Regions from separate parts of the Sus scrofa genome. Here region 2 is linked to region 1. The links are chromatin contacts, called in public HiChIP or PLAC-seq maps. All regions are on one chromosome and are shown on one strand. Each heading gives the region's core, a stretch centred on a gene start, on an enhancer-like site or on the middle of the called end of the contact. The rest is flanking DNA. Distances are from core to core; before and after follow the strand shown.

Region 1 (6,355 bases), core at 2,508-5,007:
AAAATGAGAAGAATATAGGGGGAGTGAATTATACATCAGGTTGATCTTCATTGACTAAGGTCCCAAAGGTAATTGTTACAGCACCGCAATGTTGCCTTTAACATAAGACGTACAATCATGGCGGTTCCCGTCATGGCTCAGTGGTTAACGAATCTGACCGGCATCAAGAGGACGAAGGTTCGATCCCTGGCCTCGTAGTAGGTTAAGGATCCAGCATTGCCATGAGCAGCTCTAAAAAGAAAAAAAAATTCCAAGACTTAGAGTCAGCTCAAAATAGTATTACCTCAGGATATTTTTATATCATCCAGAGTTAAATGAATATCGTCACCTGGGTGGAAAAACAAATCCTCAATATGATGTGTTTTTTATTTTATTATTTTTTTTTGTTTTTTATTTTGAAAAAGTGACCAAAGAGAATGTGGGTGAAAATACTGAACTGTCAGACAGTCTTCAGAGAGCGGCTTCTGCCTCATGCTAGGACTCTCCCTGTGGCTTCACCTCCGCTGTCTTTCTCCAAACGCTTCCATGAGCATCTTGCTCTTCGTGCTTCATACCCCAGAGCCTCTGCTCGCTACCACCTAAAAATTTCTCTTTTCCTCTTGTGTGAAAGCCAGGATGGTGGTTCAGCTGATGAGAACACAGAATTAGTGAGCAGAAGTCTGCCTCATTTGGGCTATTTAGCTTTGAGGAGGAGGAAAACAAAGCAGTTCCTCCATAGACCCAGGCCATCTGTCTCTCACCTCCAACAGGCCAATAGGGAAGAAAAGATGGCCGTTGGATGGCTCAGGACAACTTGTCACCATAACTAGAATAACTCCTTAGCATCAAAGCCTAACTTGTGCTGGGTCATGAGCACCATCATGTGCAGAACACAGCGGCTTTCTCTCCCCTCTGCGTCCCCTCAGGTCTTTCCATGCAAATCCTTTGAAATATGATGATCAAGCCAAAAACTTATGGCTGGCAACCATATTGAGATAGAAGCATAGCATGATTCTCCCATTTGTAAAGGGGAGAGTTCTTATTAGTATTTAAAGAGTGTTTCCTTTTTAAATTAGGCATGTTAGGGCTAGTGTGAAAATAAAAATTCTTAAATCTGTCCTTTTTCCATTCTTGGCTTCCCCAAAAGATGTAGCGCTTAGAGATGCTGAGGTTGATGTGCCCCACTACAAGCTGTGTGGCCTGGACAAGTCTCTTAAACGCTCTGTGCCTCAGTTTCCCCATTTATAAAAATGGGTTAAGATAGCACTTATCTCCTAGGATCCTTGCGAAGATGAAATCGGCGAATGCATAGAGCGATTGGAACAGTGCTGGCCATGTGCTAGCGGCTCCATCGATGTCAGGGGCTCCTGGGATGGTCATTCCTCTATTCTGACCAGTGTTTGGACACATGGCTCTATCACGGGTTGTCAGGAAGACTTGGGGCTGTTTCATGGCAGCTCATGTGAGCATGAGTCTTGGCCTATTTACTGAAAGCTGAAACTCAAAACCCTGAAGGGCCCCAAGGCATCGGCAGAGACTGTGGGAAATTTATGAAGGGCACCAGAGGCTCATGGCTTTCACTTAAATGCTTACGGCTTCACTGGCCTTTCCCCACCCATCAGCACAAGACAAATCCACAGAATAATCAGAAACATGCCCGGCCATTGGGTCAAGACAGCGGCATGGGGCAGCGGGCGGCCCTAGACTGGCCATGCTGTTCAGCCTGTTAACACCCAGAGTTGCCAACCTGGTCCCCTTTCCTTCTGTGACTAAATGAGGAGGCCCCAGGCTCATGAACACATGTGCATACAACTCCCACGGCCACTTAAAAAGGCCCTATTCCTGATCTGGGGAAGCCAGATGGGGTGACGTTCCTGGTTCCAGGCTCTGGGAGAGGCGTGTAGGCAGAGACTTCAGGGCAGGGACTGAAACACATGGACCCCCAGGTCAACAGACTTCTTCTCCCTCTGCCTTCCCCAGCACAGGTAAACCAGGGCTTCAGAAGAGCTGGTTCACTCAGTCATGTTCCCAGTGTGGGTGAGTCCTTTCTGAGCCACATGCCATCTGTGTATTAATCCACAGTTTCCCTGGGGGCCATTCCAAGCACGGCGAAGAGCTCATTGTTTCTGGTTTTATGGTGTCCTCAGCCAATCCGCTGGAAAGAATCCCATTAGGTTAGAGAACACAGTTGGGAGTTCAAATCTCTTTCCTTCAATATTTGCCAGGCAGCATCTCCTCTCACCTACGTCTGACTTCCTTTTTGATAGTGACACAAAGTAACGCTGGATTTTCAGCCAGGCTGCCTGCCAGAGTGGCCGGGGTGATGGCAGAGAGCTTGTGGGAGGCCAGTGTTACCCGGGGCTGGCTGCTCCAGAAGGAACAGAAACAATAGCCCGCAAGCTTAATCTGAGTTCACCAGAGGATAAATTCTCCTCCCTGGGCCCCATTCTGCTTTCCAAATTACAGAGAAAAAGTCTTTAGAAATAGTAGGCTTACAGAGCAGAAGTCTTGGGTTTGCGTTTTAGCTCTCCACTTGTGTAACTCGGCTTGGGTGAAGCATAAGCCTTTGAGACTGTCTGTTCCTCTTTCACAGGCGAGGCTGGTAGTGTGGGATAGATGACCTGATGGACGTGGACGCCCCATGTGGATGGAAAGGGTAAAACGAATCCCAAGAGTTCTTCATGTTGATGGGTTTCATCAGGACACATAAGAGCAAAACACCAAATCCCAGAATTGGACATCGTCATCCCTTCAGGGCAAGTTCTGAAGGTGAAACCAGATAATATATAAACAGCCTACAGACATCCTATTGCACCAAACACTGTCGTATTATGCACTTATGACACCAAAAGCACCATCGAGAAGTGATGCTTCGTGCAAAGCTGAAATGCCCCCTTCCACAGCACGAAAACCTTGAACGTTCTCATGCTGCCTGAGTGTCCCTGGAGAATAAGTCCAGTTTCACGCCCTCTGTCATCAGTGTTGTCCTCCCAAGTGTAAACCTGGCAAATGCCTACCTCCTCGTAAAGTTCTGGGGAACTCTGGTCTGTCCAAGGCTGCTTCACCCATCTTGGAAATGTCCCGGGGTCCCACATGTGCAGGTGCAAAGGGAACCTGCAGCGGATGGTCTCCCTTTGATATTCTGGGCTGCTTCAAAGAAAGAGGCACCACTTCAGTACTTACCCTTCTCAACTCGAGATTCCAGCAGGAGTAAATCGTCATTACTCCCCGGAGGGGCAAGCACACTCCTAAGAATGGGGAAATTGAGGCATGAATGTTTAAACAATTAGCCTGGAGACTTAACCAAGGTCAGAGCGTGAGTAAGAGGAAAACACAGCGCCTGGCGTTCTGATCTGGTCCTAGAGATCCCAGGGGGAAGAGTTCTCTCTGCAGAAATACTTGCATGGCTAGCGTTTGCCAGAGCAGATGTTTTATCAAGCCTACTGTACAGCAGGGCCCACCCTTGCCTATCTATTCCTATCTGCTTTTATTATGCTTTGGGGCTCTCGCATGATAAGACCTCCCATATGGTACTTGTATTAACATTAAATAATGGCCATTGTGTTGTGTATACTATCACCATAGAAATATTTACTTAGTTGAACACAGACACCGGTCAGGCATGGTGATTGAAAACAAGCTAATCATAAAAACCATTCATGCTCACATCTATTTATAAAATCTGTTTCTCTTGTGCCAGTTAAGTACAGGCTTTGTTCTAAACAAACACACGCAAGCCTTCTGCACACCCAGGGACATGAAAGACACCCCTCCCCTGCCTCTTGCAGGCGGGGCCCCCGGGGCGTGTTTGCTGGGGCTCAGTGGAGGCTCCTCAGAGGCTGGGCCCTTGCAATCTGGGTTCCTTTGTTTACTCCAGGTGCTGACACCCTGCCTGGGAGCTCCCAGGCTTTGGGTTTTCAAATTTGGGGTGCTCAAAAGCCGTTGAGGTATTTGTCCCCCCTACAGATTTTCCAGCTCCGCACCCGAGAGCCTCTTTGGGTTGCTGACAAGGGGGCCTGGGAGACAAATTTTTAGGAAATGCTGGTGGTGCTGGCATTGAGTCTGTTCTCTTTCCTTGATAAATGGCCCTCTCCACTGCGTTCTCTGAGGTCCTGCCAGCTGCGCCCCACCCACCACACCGGCCCCCAGCAGATGCTATGGGGCTAGAGCTGGCCCTCCTGGGAGTTGCCTTTTGATGCCCTTAAATTTCATTTCAGCTGATACCATTGATTTCCATACATGTGAACTCTAAGTTGTGTACTGCCAAGTGCTTGAACATCTGGGCTTTGGAGTCAAAGAGTTTGCATCTGTCCCTGCACCTTAGTAGCCAAGAGTTTGCATCTGTCCCCGCACCTTAGTCGCCAAGTGGCCTTGTGCAAATGATGGAACTCCTCCAGTGCCCCCTTTTAACTTATGAAATGGGGATAATAATGAGAGCACTTGCCCCAGTGAGGAGATGGGAGGAAGCAGCCATCAGGCTGGTGGAGAGCGTGGCGCACGGTCCTCGAATGAGTGGTTCTGTTTCAGAAATAAATTAAGTTGACTTGGGCTGTCCTTTCAGATCAGGGTGTTTGGGAGGGTGCACCTGAGGGGACATGGTATAGGAAAAAGCTGGGATGCCCTGTGTTGATATGTGGTCCAGTCACCAAAGAGCTGAATGACGGTGGGCTGGTCCTTCTCCTCAGTGAGAATCTATAAAACGTTATCTGTGAAACGAGAGGGTAGGTCCAGTGCAGTCATTTCCCCACATTATGAGTGGGGTATCCCTTTTGAATGTCAACAGCCTAACAGAATATGTGCTTGTGTTTATACTCTCGGTGTTCCTTGACACACAATGATGAAACGTCTCTATGTATTCTGAAATTAAAAAAAAAAGGGATTTATATGTATGCATCCAAGCCCTATGTCCATTTATTTGGGAAATGATTGAAGCTTGTTTTGCATGACACATATTATTGATAAGACCACAACTGGTTGGCCAGTTGTGTAATAACTACAGCCCAAGAGTTACAGTCTCTCCAAGTGGGAGCCACTGGTCAGACGGTTGTTTTTTAATAGATCCCTCTTGGCAGTGAAAGTGGATCTGGAACCTCGAACTGTGAAACAGATGGATTCAGAGCTGCTTTGCTTTCTCTCCCTTCACTTCGGTGAAGGCGCCTCTGTTTAATTAAATCGATTCTGAGCGCCCACTGTGGGCAAGCCCTGTTCTGGAAGCTTGGGGTATGTCAGGCAAGCAAGTGCCATCCCTCCTAGTGAATATGCGTCTCACTGGTCTCTCAAAGTGGCCCTGGGAGTTCCCTGGTGGTGCAACGGGTTAAGGATCCAGCGTCATCACTGCAGCAGCTTGGGTGGCTGCTGTGGTGCAACTTCGATCCCTGGGCCGGGAATTTCCACGTGTTGTGGGTATAGCCAAAAACAAACAAACAGATTTTTTAAATGCAAGTGGCCCTAAGCCTCTGAGTCTGGGATTCCAGGGGGGACACTTTACTCCCTTTCACTCCTTTCCGTGGCTTCTTTCTCTATCCTGCACTTTTAAAAAAAATCAGGAGCTGAGATTGCGACCACACAAATATCCTTTCAGACTTTGGTGTCCCCGTTTATAAGAAGAGGGGGCGGATGCTAGAGGGCCGTCTGGTTCACTCAGCAGAAATAGTAACACCATGTTAAACTCAACTATCCCCTCAGAGGCCCCAGTAAACACTTGGGGGGTGTCTTAGAAACAAGCCAAGCCATGTCGGGGGAGCTTTGACGCTCTGTTAGTCTGCAGAGCTGAGGACCACTTGTCTCTCTAAATGCCAGTCTTCCAGTCCTGACCACAGACATTCGAGAACATCTTCTTCCTGAGGCTCAGCCGGGGGAGGGATGGAGAGCGACAGCTCTGGAGGCCAAGGTAATGACATTCAGAGTTCTGAGAGAGTGGAGCATTAAATGCAATACAGATAAAAAATGCTGCCCACCCCCTGGCCCCAGGCACACTGTCCTGTATATCGTGTGGTGTCCACGTGCAGGTGGGGACTGGGTTCCAGGCGCATGAAAGATGCCCAGTTTGGAATATTTGCTGAATGAGTGAGCAGACTCTGGCCTGGTTCATTTTTTCCACTTGGTTCTCGCCATGCTTCATCAGCTGGCTCTGCGTTAGGAAGGAAAACACATTTTCATGGGACAGATTCATCTGCACAAAAGATGGAGGGTGGCTGAAGCCAGCCCTGTCTCTGTGTGGGTGACACTTCAATCTGCTTACTTTTTTTTTTTTTTTTTTTTTTTTTTAGGGCCACCTATGCAGCATATGGAAGTTCCCAGGCTAGGGGCTGAATTGGAGCTGCAGCTGCCGGCCTATGCCAGCCATAGCAGCTCGGCATCTGAGCTATGTCTGAGA
Region 2 (6,252 bases), core at 538-3,037, 260 kb before region 1:
TTGGCTTTAAGTGTGGAGCACGGGGAGGGAATGCCAGAGAGACTTGTTAAATGGAGATTCACCTTGCTCTGAAATGTTTATTCTCCCAACAGCCTTGTTCTTTCAGCTGGCCCTCTCAGACGGGCCCTGTGGTTTAAAACACGGTATACTGTTCTTTCCTCATTGAGTATGTTTTCCTTTTATAAAGGACCTGTTCCAGGTTCTTTGTTCAAAACAGTTTTGATTGTGCGTGCGCACGTGTGTGTGTGTGTGTGTGTGTGTGTGTGTGTGTGTGTGAGAGAGAGAGAGAGAGAGATGTGGGCTATTCCTCTCAAGGAAACTTTCGACCTTCTCGGAATCTGACTTGAGAGTTGTGTTTGGAAGGGGGAAGCTGTAACCCCGGCACAGGTTTTAGCCTTTCACGGAAGGCTGCAGTGAGAGCCCAGCTGCCCTGCCAAGCTGCATCCAGGGCACCGTGCTGTGCTGACCGAAGCTTGCTGCAGGAAACCCTTTCGGCACCCGCATCCCATCCCTGAGAGGACCAAAGTCAGCCAGGAGGAAAGGCTCGGGGAAAGAGCCCTGGGAGGGCATTATGAAGAGAAGCCACAGGCAAAAAAAAAACTAGCTCTCAGTCTCGCTCATCATTTCGTTTTCCTGATGATGAGATTTCTGCAAGTGCCTGACTCTCTTCTCCATCCACCAAGGATATTTCTCTGGCTGGGAACCGAGTTGCCTCCTATTTGCGGAGGTTGCGCTGCCCCGCCCATCCTATCTCCCACCCACCACCCCGGTAGCTTTCCAGCCTGGGCTAGTTCATATTCAGATCACAATAACTTTGTAAGTTTTTGAGTATCAGCTGAAAGGTATGGGGTCCCAGCAAAGCGTTTAGGGGGTATGGTGGGAAGAGCAAGAACTCACCGGGATTTTGTTCCCTCCCCTTTAACAGGCGGGACGCTTACACTTATTTCACAGTTGCCTCGTACTATAGACTGGGCAGAGTGTGTCCTTCAAAGGTCGTCATAGCAGGTGATGAATAGATGCCACCCTTTCACCATGATGAGTGTGAATTTAAGTGACTCAAAGAAACCTGGTGGCCCACTCTTGTCTCCCCAGCTTTGCCCATGCTCCGGCGCCCCAGGGTAATTTTCAGACACCTGCCAATTTTACCTTCCGCGATGCCGCATTTTACTAGCGGGAGGAGAAGGGAGCCAGGTGAGGGCCAGAAAGAGAAGCTGTGGGTTAGAGACCTGTGTCTCTCAGAGGGACTCCAGCGGCCCAGGGCAGTAAGGACAAATGTAAATCACCTCCTTCGCTCCTGGGGCGGGAGGGTAACCTAGTGGGAGAAACCGGGGCCACAAGGAGTGACAAGGAGTATGCGAGCGTTCCGCTGGCTGTCCTCCAGCGCTGCTTCTCAAAAATCCTAGGAAGTAACAGCATTGCCCTGGAAGTCCCAGGGGGCTGGGGAGAAAAAAAGTTCTCTTAACTTTTTCAAACCACAAATATTTGGCCCGAGTTGGGAAAAGGTCCCTGGGGCACGGAGTTCTTATTTGATTCAAGCAGTCTTGACCCCCCTCTTCGGGAACTCGGCGGGGGGAGCGGGGCTGGGGGCCCCTGGTGGAGGCCGCCTGGCGTCAGTCCCCGCTCTGCCGCCCTGGGTGAAGCGAGCGCGGGGTGGGTGAGGGTGCGGGGGCTGGAGTCGGGCGGGGGGAGGGGCCCTGGCGGGGGAGGGATGCGCAGAGGCAGCCTGTTCTCAGCGTCTGGTCGCCAAGAGACTTACTCTCTCCAGATGTTCGCTGTGTTTATAGCTGCTGAAGCAGGAGACCCAGCTCCCTCATTAATAAGTTTCTTTCCTGCGCTGCGGCCAGGGGTCTCAGCCCGAGCCTGCAGCTGGAAGAGGCGCGGTGGGGGAGGGACGAGGGGAGGTGGCTCGCCCCCCTTTCGCGCCCTCCCCTCCCGCCTCCGCGTCCCTAACCCCCACCCGCCTTCCTCCTCTGCAATCCTCCCAAAATACACGAGCACACAAAAAGAAAAACACCAGCAGATTTTTTATTTCAGAGAGTAAACACTTGGGCCGTGGGGGTCTGGAGGTTATGGGAAAAGAGGAAACCATCAGGCTAATCAGGCCGGCACACACTTCCCCTGCTGAAATAAAACAGAAATCATTGCTCCGCAGGCCGGCGGGTTAACCCCGGCGCTGCCAGCGAGGCGGGCGCAGGCGGGGCCCGCCGCGAGGGAGGCAGGGCGTCCAGGAGCCCCGGCTGGAGGATCCCGGTCCCGGCTGGGAGGAGCGGACCGGCTGGGACTGAGCGCCTTCCATGCCGTCAGGGGGTAGCATGCCTGCCCCGAGCCGGGATGGAGAAAGAGACGGTTGGAACAGAAGAGATTCTGGACAGAGATTGTTTTGCAAGAGCTGGGGGCGGGGGGCAGTTCTAGATGAGTTGGGGAGATAGATAGACCGCGAGGCGAGCGAGCGGCGGGCGCGCACGTGCTTAAGGTTACTGTTGAGAAATGAACTGGGGACTTGATGAGGTGGGTCTGGGCCAAGGTTTTAGCCCAGCCACCTACCAGCTCTGTGACCATGGGCACACCGTTGACCCCTCCTAAGCCTGTGTCCTCGTGTGTAAGACAGTAGATCCCGCCTCGCAGAATTATAGTGAGGAGCTGAAAACCGTATTGACTGTGGAAGAGGCGAGCACCTGAGCATGGCTCTCAAATCAGGATTTCGTAGATTACTTTGAACTAGTCAGGTTCATCTCTTCCTTCCTTCCTCCCTCCCTCCCCTTCCTTTTTCTTCCCTTCTTCTTCCTTCCTTCCTTCCTTCCTCCCTCTAATCCATTAAATGCCTTCAGCTTCTACCTTCTGCCCCCTCGCTGCCTGTCTGGAGATCATAAATATCGCATGGGCCAGAGGTCATAGGTCAAACGTGAGACCTAATTGCACTATGAGGGAAATTACCTCCCCACTGATGAATAGGGCAACCTCTGGCTCTCTGAGGCTGCCAGTGTGAGAGGCCTGAGAGGCCAGCAACTTTGGTTCAGATCCTGCCCCCATACCACCGCCCCTCCCCCACATGGCTGTAAGGTTATGCTTCCCCGACTCGGGGTTCCCCCACTTGGGGTTCCCCCACTTGGAACAGCCCAATTAGATTCATTCACCACCTCCACAGAAATGTTGAAGTCTTTTGGGCTTTCTTGCTATGAAAGAAAACAGACCTTTGCAACCTCTGTTCCTTCTTACGAGTGGCATTAAAAAAAACCCCAAAACAAGGCTACCAATTCCCGAAGTTGTTTTACGAGTCTTTGGGGGTACCTCCTGAAACATGCTGAAGTTGGGCCTAAGAAACAGACCCCAGTGATTTAAAGAGCCACAGAACCAGGGTTCTAGTTGCCTTTGCAGTTGTCACTTGATTTCTTACCTGCGTCATACATGTTTTTTATCAATGCTGACAACTTTCTGCCAAGTTGTAGGCCTGCAGATTCTCATACAGCAGGGGTGCTTGATGGGGGCGAGTTTCAGAAACAAGGGATCCCTCTGAAATTTTATGGGAGGACTTTCCTAAGGGCCTTAGCTTTCCTCTGATTCTCAAAGTGGTTGAGACCCCAGGAGGTTAAGAACTCCAGCCCAAGGGAAAAGGTACCTTTGAACCCAGGCAGCACTTAGCATCTTGTATTTAGCAAGTCAAGTCTCTTTTGTTGAGCTGGGTTGTATTCACTGGTAAAGCTTCCTTCCTGTCAATCCCTTCTCACCACTCCTTCAGTCCCAAGAGACAGTATTGAAATCTGGGAACTGTTTCCATCCCATTGTGGCAGAGACACTAGGCATGGACGCCTTGCCTGAAATCCAATCACATTTCTCCTGTTTCCTTCTTAATGTCTCGTTTTATTTCATGCTCCTCAGAATAATCTCTCCAAACGCCCTGAAGGGTAGGGGCCTGTGGTCCCTACTGGGACATAGAGGTGGGATGGGGCCGAGCCCTTGGGGCCACTTCAGAGCGTCATAGGAGCATCACACTGAAATCTCCTTCTCATGGACTAGCCACTGACTGAGGGATATTCCCCGCATGGTCCTCTCTTGCGATCAATGGGAAAAGATGAGTGGCAGGAGCAGGGCCCCTAAGGGGGCTGAAATCCAAAGCCAACCCTTCCTCCCACAATGGGTGCAGAAACCACGGCACAGAGAGATGCTTCCTTGCCCCAGCCACTGCCTCCAACTCTGGCCATCCTTTGGCATCTTAGCCCTCATTTCTATTCTTTGCCTTCTCTTGGAACCCTTGACTGTTATATCCGCTGCCACAGACAGACAGGTGGAGACATTTTCAGAAATTTCAAATCCAGCACAAGGAGTTTTTACCCTACCCTGGCCAGCTCCTTGGAGCCGCCCAGTGACAGCTCTGCCTTTCCTCCGTTGGTCAGTGCAGATGAACATTCTTAACTGAGCAGGGCCTACAGCCTGGCCTGCATCCCGTTGATAGGCTGAATACTGGGTTTTATAATGAAAGAGACTGAAATGCCTGTGGCCTGTTCCTGCACCGTTGAGTAAAGACTAAATAACAGAAACGTTGTGTTTCCTTCAACCAACCTTGAAATATTCAGGCATTTCATTAGTACTTTGTGCTTTGAAGACATGGTTCTGATCTCTCAGAATTTTATCTCTCTTCCTCATTGCTCCTCTACTGATCCATTAAACAATTAAGAATGTAGAATAAAAATACTTCCTATCCCATTCTTCTTCAATTTTACTTTTTTTTTTTTTTTTTAAGGGCCACACCAGCGGCATATGGAGGTTCCCAGGCTAGGGGTCTAATCGGAGCTGCAGCTGCCCGCCTACATACACCACAGCCACCTACATGCCAGATCCCAGCTGCATCTGCAACCTATGCCACAGCTCACGGCAATGCCGGATCCTTAACCCACTGAGCGAGGCCAGGGATCAAACCTGCAACCTCATGGGTCCTAGTCAGATTCGTTTCTGCTGCACCACGACGGGAAGTCCTCTTCTTCGATTTTAAATAATCTTACTGTAGAAAGTCCAGGAGAAGGGCCTGCCTTCTTTCCAGACCAGCTTGAGAGGTAGCATAACTGCCATTCATGAAATACTTTCTCTGTGCTAAGGATCACATACATGTGGTCTCTTTGACTCTTACAAGAGTCTTACGAAGGTGATTTTATTCCCATTTTACAGATGAGACGGATAAGGTTTGGAGAGATAAAATCTAACTTTGTAACTTCCCCCAAATAAATCTAACTATAATTCTGGGAGGTGGGGAGGGAATCAGTGAAACTAAAATCTTCCTGCAAAGCCCATGCTCTTGACCATTATTACAAACTTTGCTGCCCAAACATTTTTTTTTTTTTTTTTTTAAGGCTTCATTGTTGCCTCATCCCTGTGGCTGATGTCCACCTTGTAGGATAAGATAAGCTGATAAAGAGTTCCTGTCGTGGTGCAGCAGAAACAAATCCCACTAGAACCCATGAGGTTGAGGGTCCATCCCTGGCCTCCCTCAGTGAATTAAGGATCCTGCGTTGCTGTGAGCTGTGGTGTAGGTCTCAGATGAGGCTCGGATCTGGCGTTGCTGTGGCTCTGGCATAGGCCAGCGGCAATAGCTCCGATTAGACCCCTAACCTGGAACCTCCATATGCTGTGAGTAGGGCCCTCAAAAGACAAAAGACAAAAAAAAAAAAAAAAAAAAAAAAAAGCTGATAAGATAAGCTTTCCTGGTTTCCCTGCAAGCTGGAGACCTAAAAACCTTGCAGCAATGAAATAGAGAAAGGGAGCACCTCTGGTCTACTGGTCTACCTTCTCTGGTTTCTTTTGGTCCAGCATTGCTTACTTAAGGGCATGAAGGAGAAAGGGCACGTGCAAAGCTGCCCTGGAGCTTGCCTTTGCTGGCCTTCCACTTCGGGTCTGTCTCCCAAGCTCTGCACTCTCTTTTACCCCTCCTCCACCAGCCAGCTCCGTGGGCAGACACAGTCACTGAGCCCAACTCAACCCTAAGATGCTTCTGAAAGGGTATACCCTTGAAGTTCTCCACGGAGTCCGCAGCACGTGCCGAAATTGACACAGACTCCTCGGACCTCTGAATAGAGAGACTAATTGTGGGGAAGCGGCTTTTCAGCACACAGGATGGGCTGTTCTCTGTGGGTTTTCCTATCAAAAGGCTTTTAAAAGTGCAGTGTAGCCATTGTTGAATATTTCACAATGAATTAAATACCATTTCTCTCCTCACAGCTGTTCCATGTGAGTGAGTGGAGAGGGCTTTTTTTTTTTTTTTTT

Evidence for each region. HiChIP or PLAC-seq counts read pairs in DNA pulled down with a chosen protein or histone mark.
Region 2: a contact with region 1 is called in an H3K27ac HiChIP or PLAC-seq map of skeletal muscle, with 11 times the contacts expected there. The contact joins two enhancer-like sites. A contact is called at or near these places in 1 of 5 promoter capture datasets (liver), 10 of 47 Hi-C or Micro-C datasets (alveolar macrophages, embryonic fibroblasts, epiblast stem cells and 7 more) and 1 of 2 datasets of contacts at active chromatin or transcription factors (skeletal muscle).

The regions. Positions count from the first base shown.
Region 1 is chr9:55,207,568-55,213,922 of Sscrofa11.1, reverse strand. No RefSeq gene overlaps it. Among named protein-coding and RNA genes, the nearest start is that of ETS1, 300 kb to the left of the region's middle. Within about 2 kb of position 3,757, at least 24 of the 83 cell types and tissues checked have an H3K27ac peak or open chromatin away from gene starts, as enhancers often do. A contact at or near this core is called in liver, retroperitoneal adipose tissue, skeletal muscle and 1 more, where this site is marked.
Region 2 is chr9:55,470,281-55,476,532 of Sscrofa11.1, reverse strand. All of the region lies in intron 3 of ETS1 (ETS proto-oncogene 1, transcription factor), which reads left to right. Among named protein-coding and RNA genes, the nearest start is that of ETS1, 39 kb to the left of the region's middle. Within about 2 kb of position 1,787, at least 40 of the 83 cell types and tissues checked have an H3K27ac peak or open chromatin away from gene starts, as enhancers often do. A contact at or near this core is called in liver, retroperitoneal adipose tissue, skeletal muscle and 1 more, where this site is marked.